Regions from separate parts of the Ovis aries genome. Here region 1 is linked to region 2. Evidence: chromatin contacts called from public Hi-C data. All regions are on one chromosome and are shown on one strand. Each heading gives the region's core, a stretch centred on a gene start, on an enhancer-like site or on the middle of the called end of the contact. The rest is flanking DNA. Distances are from core to core; before and after follow the strand shown. Region 1 overlaps DNAJB12 (DnaJ heat shock protein family (Hsp40) member B12). Region 2 overlaps ASCC1 (activating signal cointegrator 1 complex subunit 1).

Evidence for each region. A called contact is a pair of places that touch in the nucleus more often than the background predicts.
Region 1: a Hi-C map of mixed tissues shows a contact between it and region 2, with 6 times the contacts expected there. The contact joins two enhancer-like sites. A contact is called at or near these places in 12 of 16 Hi-C or Micro-C datasets (blood, hypothalamus, liver and 6 more).

The regions. Positions count from the first base shown.
Region 1 is chr25:27,598,831-27,602,089 of ARS-UI_Ramb_v3.0, reverse strand. It overlaps DNAJB12 (DnaJ heat shock protein family (Hsp40) member B12), which reads left to right. Exons shown (of 9, transcript XM_042241167.1): 9 at 1-1,111. Among named protein-coding and RNA genes, the nearest start is that of DNAJB12, 19 kb to the left of the region's middle. Within about 2 kb of position 1,724, at least 48 of the 54 cell types and tissues checked have an H3K27ac peak or open chromatin away from gene starts, as enhancers often do.
Region 2 is chr25:27,430,982-27,434,253 of ARS-UI_Ramb_v3.0, reverse strand. All of the region lies in intron 9 of ASCC1 (activating signal cointegrator 1 complex subunit 1), which reads left to right. Among named protein-coding and RNA genes, the nearest start is that of SPOCK2, 33 kb to the right of the region's middle. Within about 2 kb of position 1,848, at least 3 of the 54 cell types and tissues checked have an H3K27ac peak or open chromatin away from gene starts, as enhancers often do.

The DNA.
Region 1 (3,259 bases), core at 475-2,974, 170 kb before region 2:
AAATCTGTAGAGAATTTGGAAGGCTGCCAACATTATGATTAAACTGGAGGGGAACAGGCCATGGGGAAAAGAAGGTGCCCCTAGGGCCAGGTGCCAGGTCAGTATTGTGTCATGGTAGAGGCCCCAGATGGCCCAGGGGGATGAGCCCACCCACCATAAGTTTGGTCAGCTCAGGTGGGCACTTAGTCCTGGCGTCCAGGAGCCCCCTTCCCCCTACCACCGAGAACAGCAGGATTGGAGAGGGGAATCAGGTTCTGGCTGACCACCTCCCCGCTTAGTCCCTACGTGAGTTTTGCCTTATAGGTGCCCCCAGGCACAGCCCCATTGTTGCTACTGGTTTTTCCTAAGTCATGGACCAAGGCTTCAGAAGGCTTTTTTTCCAAGAGTCAACCAGGTGGCACCCAGGACCCTGGGGCAGCAGCCAAATCCTGAAGAAAGTCCATGACTGTGGGCACCTCTGTCTACTCTCCAAGGACATGATGCCACCCGGCCTTCTCTTGCACTTTGGACAAAGGATGAACCAGAAGGTTTTCTTATCGTCACCTTCAAATGAGGATTTTTCTCAAAACAGCACTTGCTGCCAGGGGAAGGGAGGGAGGTTTTATTTATTCCCACAGTTTATACTGGGCCTTTTGGAATTACCGTTTTCCCCAAATTTTCCTCTTGTGGTGGGTGTGTCAATTGAGCCTGCCATCCTCCGAAGCCTTACTACCCCAAACCAAGCTGCCAGCCAGGAGGGGGGTCACCACCCTCCCAGAGCTTCTCTTGGCTCTCTTTTTAAAAGTCTCCCAACAAGTAGGATTCTTGCTGGGGAAGGAAGCTTGGTTAAGAGATGTCAAATATGGTTTTTAAACAAGGTCCTGCCCTGTGATGAAGTGGCCGCCCCAGCCCAGAGAGATGCTCAGAACTGGATGCGGATGAGAGCACCCTGCCTGCGGTGGCCCCGGTGCTCTGCCCCGACCACCCCAACCCTCTGGTCTTGGTAGATGTCCCTAGACGGGCTGAGCCATGTGCAATAAGAACATAGATCCTGATGGATCCCCTGAGAAGCTGTATTTCTTGAATTAGAATTCTGAAATTGTATATCTATAAATACATGTTTATTATGTGATTGGTGGGTCTGTGTTGAGCAAGGGGCCCAAGCTCGGAGGGTAGAAGGGGGGTACAAGCACCTGTTGCTGCTGACACTGTCCTGCCAAGACCACGAGGAGTTTGGTGGCTAGTCAGAACGTCCCCTCACCCCAGCTGACAGCCACTTCAGTCACAAGTGTTCCAGGGCTGATTTCCATCGCAACGAAGGGTAAGCAGCTCAGTTAAGCCAGGACCCAGGGGGGTCCCTGGCACTAATCCAGGGTGCGCAACCCGGGCCTCCCCTTAGTCTTACCCCTCTGACTATCAGGCCTATGGTGAACACAGCAGATTCAGAACCTCCCTTCTCCCCAGCCTGGAGCTCCAGCCCACCCTGGATCCAGAACAAGAGAAAAGTTCTCGGAGTTTCTTTCCATCTCTGGGTGCACAGTCTTCCCAGCCATCCCTGCCACACCGCCCCCACAGCCCACCCTCCTCCCCCATGGAAAAGTTAAAAATGTGGCAGCCTCCGTGAATGGAGCGGCAGATCTGCCCGGGGCCTCCCAGAGACAGGGCCCGCAGCCCTGACTGGTGGCCTGAGGCCCCTCCTGCCGCAGCTCCAGCCAAAGACAGGCAGGCTGCCCGGTGGTGCCACGGCAGCCCGGGTGCTCATTGGCTGCCCCCACCTGGGTCACCGGCCCGCGCCCGGTCTGCGAGCCACCACTTGTTGGCTGTGGTTGGCAGGGGCGTTGCCAACCGCCCCCATTCAACCCCCCTCAAGTCCCTCTGCCCTCAGTGTGCAGTTCTGTGAGCCAAAAGGGGCGGGACAGACTCTGTCTGACTGTTTGCTACAAAGAAGAGCCTTTGACAAGTGTCCCCACCCACTGTCAGGTGGCACAACAGGGCCCCGAGTCCGTGCAAGCTCCCGGGATCAGCCGGCTTATCTCCCCGTTCTAGACTTGCCCCAAGGGGCAAGGAGCACACACCCCAGCCTGACTATAGCCTCATCCCCACCCGGAGTTCCTGGGCAGAGTCACCTGGCTGTTGAGAGGTGCACAGATTTGGATGACTAGACTGTTGACACAATGTGAGCTCAGAGTCTTTACCAAATGTCACACCATGTGGTCTGAGCCAGTCAGCCCATTTCCCAGAGCAGGAAACTGAGACCCTGAGGCAGGGAAGTTCGTCCCCCAAGAGTCTGTGAAGCTGTGCGTGTATTTGGGGTTTATGTAGCAAAACAATCAGTCCTTGAAGGGTCAGACCCACTCCCACCAAGTAGAGCGGCAGGAGCCCTGAGTTCAGAAGGGTGGGAACGGGGAAAGGCCACGCTAAGGGAAATGAGACTTAATCTGAGGGTCTAGGGCTGGGGACAGGCTGCCCTCGAGCTGTGCACACCTACTCTCTCCCAGCAACGACAAAGGTGTCCACCTGCTGTGCGGGCAGCTTCCCTGAGCTGGCCCCACACTCCAGAGGCAGGACAGCAGATCCATCAGGTGTCGGTGTGGACCCCACAGCCCAGCTGCATGTACTGGTTGGGTGGCCTTGGGCATGTCACTTAACCTCCCTCTGTCTCAGTGGCCTCATCTTCAAAATGCAGATAATAAAGCCACCTACCTCAGTGGGTTACTGCGAGGAGTAAAAGTTATCCCATACATACTAAAAAAAAAAAAAAAGGTACACAGAAAGGTCTCTGTGTTATCTGTCGTCAGTCGAGGAAGATTCACCAAGCACCAACTGGAGTCAAATCCCACTCCAGACACGAAACCACAAAGGTGACTAAGACTGGGGCTGCCCTGGAAGAACTTCCGGCCAGGTGGGTGAGCCCAGCATTCAGCAGACCCCAGTAAGCAGACTGACAACAAAGCTGGGAGCGTGGCGGGGTGAGCAGCTCACAGTAAAGAGCGGCATCTGTGAAGGAGGTGGGCGTGGGCAGGGCTTCGGGTGGGCAGGCACTCTGGCTGCAGGGGACAGGCGGGCAGAGCCCTCGGAAGGTACAGGAGGGAACAGTGCATGCACCAGGTCCCCGGTCTATAGCTGTCAGCTCACCCTGTCAGACCAGGGGCCTTGGGCAGAGAAAGACCTTCACCGGGAATAAATGAACAAGAGCCCCTACACCGCCAGAATCCTGGCTGTCCCGTTCACTCAGGGATTCACCAAGCATGTCTGAGCCTTTGTTGCTGCTGGGCCCTAC
Region 2 (3,272 bases), core at 599-3,098:
AGGTAGCCTGAGAAGTGACTGTATGAACAGTATGGGTCTCTTGTTTGGTATTTAACTTCTCTCATTCTGGAAAGTCAGTTTACCATTTAAAGATGCTTGACTTGGGAATCTTTCTAACCCACCCCAATGATAACATGGACATAGCTCCCTCTAGTGTTGACAAAGCTTGCTGTAATAGTTGTACCCTTACTGTGTAATGCCTAATTGGGATTTTACAACTGGGCCCAATGAGGTTCTTGCAAACTATTTAATCCAGTTCCTCATTTTACTCTCTAAGGGTGCAAGATCCAATATGGTTAAAGTGACTTGCCAAAGGTTGCTGCTAGATAGTAGCAGAGTTTAAATCAGAAAAAAATATTTAAAACTCACAAATTAGCTTTTCTACCTTCTTTATAAAGATGCTCAGTGTTTAGGCAGAGATCAGTAGATACTTGAAATTGGGCCTCTCTGTTTGAAATGTGATAATATCTGACGACATAAATGTTGGGGCAGTGGGTATGCCAGTTAGTCTAAAACTGGCTAATTAACAATTAGGCTTTTGAGGTGAATGTAATACTAAGACCAACAGAACTATTGACTGTGTGCTATCTGTCAGACCATGTGCTCTGCAGATAAAACAGTCATGATACAGTCCCTACCTTCCAGGAGCTTCCTATCTCTGAGAGATATAGCAGATTAATAGGTAATTACAGTATAAAATGATGGTAGCAGATTATGAGATGGAGGAAGAGAAGTACCTTTGAACACAGGTCCTTTGAACACAGGTAGTTGTAACAAAATATCTTTTGATAGAATATACAACACGTTACTTTTTAATCATTAGTTCCAGAAAATATAATCTTTCATTTATATTTAATCAAAGGAATTAACTTTTCTTTGAGAATAAAGATAAAATGTAGCATCCAACACTGCTCCCCAGACATATAAGAGGCAATAGCTATATTTATAAAGTAGCTGTAGCAGTGCACTTTTTTGGAATTACAAGTCTTTCTCAATTAGAATATGAAAACCCATGGCCCCTGAATCCCTTGCAAAAAAAAACAATCGAGATTTAAAAAACCGATGGATTATATATGTAGTTTTTGTACCAGATAAAATTATTATGTTCAGAAAGGGAAAAAAAAATCACTTTCACTAACAAGATAGGAACTGACTTGGAGTAAACAGAAAGGTTAACAGCATTGGTTGTTAAGGAGCCCAAGTATATGTGTGCAGCATATTAACAGCTACACAGGTCAAGGATCAGGAATGCTGGTGATGGGAAGCAGCCTTGGAAAAAAATCAACTTCATCTGCTATTCAAAGAGAAACAAAACGAGAATGCGAGTCATTGCTCATTGCTGTAAGAATTTAATGAGTAACAGCCAATTGCTATTCTACTCCATGAAGAGAATTGGTCCTTTTGACTCAGTGCAATATGTGTTCTGGATGCCTTAATAAGAAAGAAAAAAAAAAAGATCTCCAATGACTTTTGGAGGTAGAAGCTATGTTTTTCTTTTGTATAGCTCTTTTGAGAATTCTTGCAGCTATTATAGACTAGTATCTGATTATTCCTAGTCAAAATAAGAATTTTACTATTCTAAGAAGGACTTTGAAAGAACTGACAACTAGAGAATCATTCCCTTGTGTTTTTCAAACAAGAAAAACAATGTATTTAGTAATGGTAGTTTTTTATGGAAGACTGACAGATGGCTCTGAAAGGAAGATGTACATGCGAGTGAAGACGACCTTGGCCTCATTAATAGGATAGTGTCCTGTCAGAGTTTCCATTTCTCATCTAAGAGATAGGAGCAAAGATGTGATTTGGTTATCTGTAACACACTGATAAGCTTGTAAATGGAGAAATCGTGCTGACCTAAAAACATTCTGCCAGGAAATAACTGCTCCCTCACTAGCTAGAAGTAGGATGGTCATTGACTGCCAGCTTCTGGAGGGAGAAGTGGTCTTAGTGGCAGTCTTGTTTGGGGGACCCATTAAATGCCCTTATGCAGTTGAATCAGTATTCCAAGACTATGCTTTCAGCAGATTGAATAGGGGTGCAGTAGTAACTGTTTAAAAGCATAGCTTCTAAATGCAAGGTGAAGAGGAGACATTAGAGCCCTAGCTTGTACTCTCCACAGTACAAATAAAGACACAGTAATATATTTGGGAAGGAACAGAAAGTGCTGGAGAAGGAAATGGCCACCCACTCCAGTATTCTTGCCTGGAGAGTCTTGTGGACAGAGAAGCCTGGTGGGCTGCTGTCCATGGGATCGCACAGAGTTGGACACGATGGAAGCGACTTAGCACGCATGCATGCATTGGAGAAAGAAATGGTAACCCACTCCAGTGTTCTTGCCTGGAGAATCCCAGGGACAGAGGAACCTGGTGGGCTGCCATCTATGGGGTCACACAGAGTTGGACACGACTGAAGTGCCTTAACAGCAGCAGCAGCAGCAGCAGAATGTACTGTAGGTCTAAAAGCAAAGGACAAAAGTGCCATTTCTTTAGATACTTAAAAATCCTAGAGCATATAAACCAAGTAAAAAGCACATGTATTTCCATTTTATATATAAGAATATTTAAATTTAGAGAAAGAGGGAATTGGCAGTATTTTACTATATTAATATTTAATAGTACTTTACCTGAGAATGTTTTAAATCTAGCTAGCTACATTGAGAGTTTTCTTGAAAGATGTAAATAAGAGTGACTCAAGTATTTCATTCAGTTTTGCTCTTTTTCCATCTCTGGCTCTTAAAGTATTTAAGAGGACAGTAGAATGAATACATTTAAATGAGAGCTTTGTTTAGTTTTTTTACTTAGGGAAGTTTCTATAAGGAAGATGTTTAAAAATGCATGCTATTTATTCTCTTGGTAAAAGTGCACAAACATATATGTACTTTTAAACGAATAATCATAAAGTGAACAGTATAACTACTACCAAGGTCAAAAAACAGAATGTGCCTCACATGCCCGTTGCTGGCCAACTCTGTGGTCTGTTTGTCTTAAGGTAACAAAGGCACAATTAAGTTCCTAAACACTGTTAGTAAAGAGGTTTGCTTTCAATGATTACTTTGTTTTGGAGTACTAGAAGCATATTGAAAAAAAGGAATTTATTTTTATTCTTTCAAAGGAAGAGAAATTAGATTGAGAACTCAGTCATGATTTTTTTAAGAATATATTAAAAGAAATTATATCAGAAAATATACAAAGGAAGACAAGCATTTAGAAAGTATATTATTTCTGAGGAAGAAAATATTGTGTTTTTTATTATTCAGTTCAATACTAAGCCAT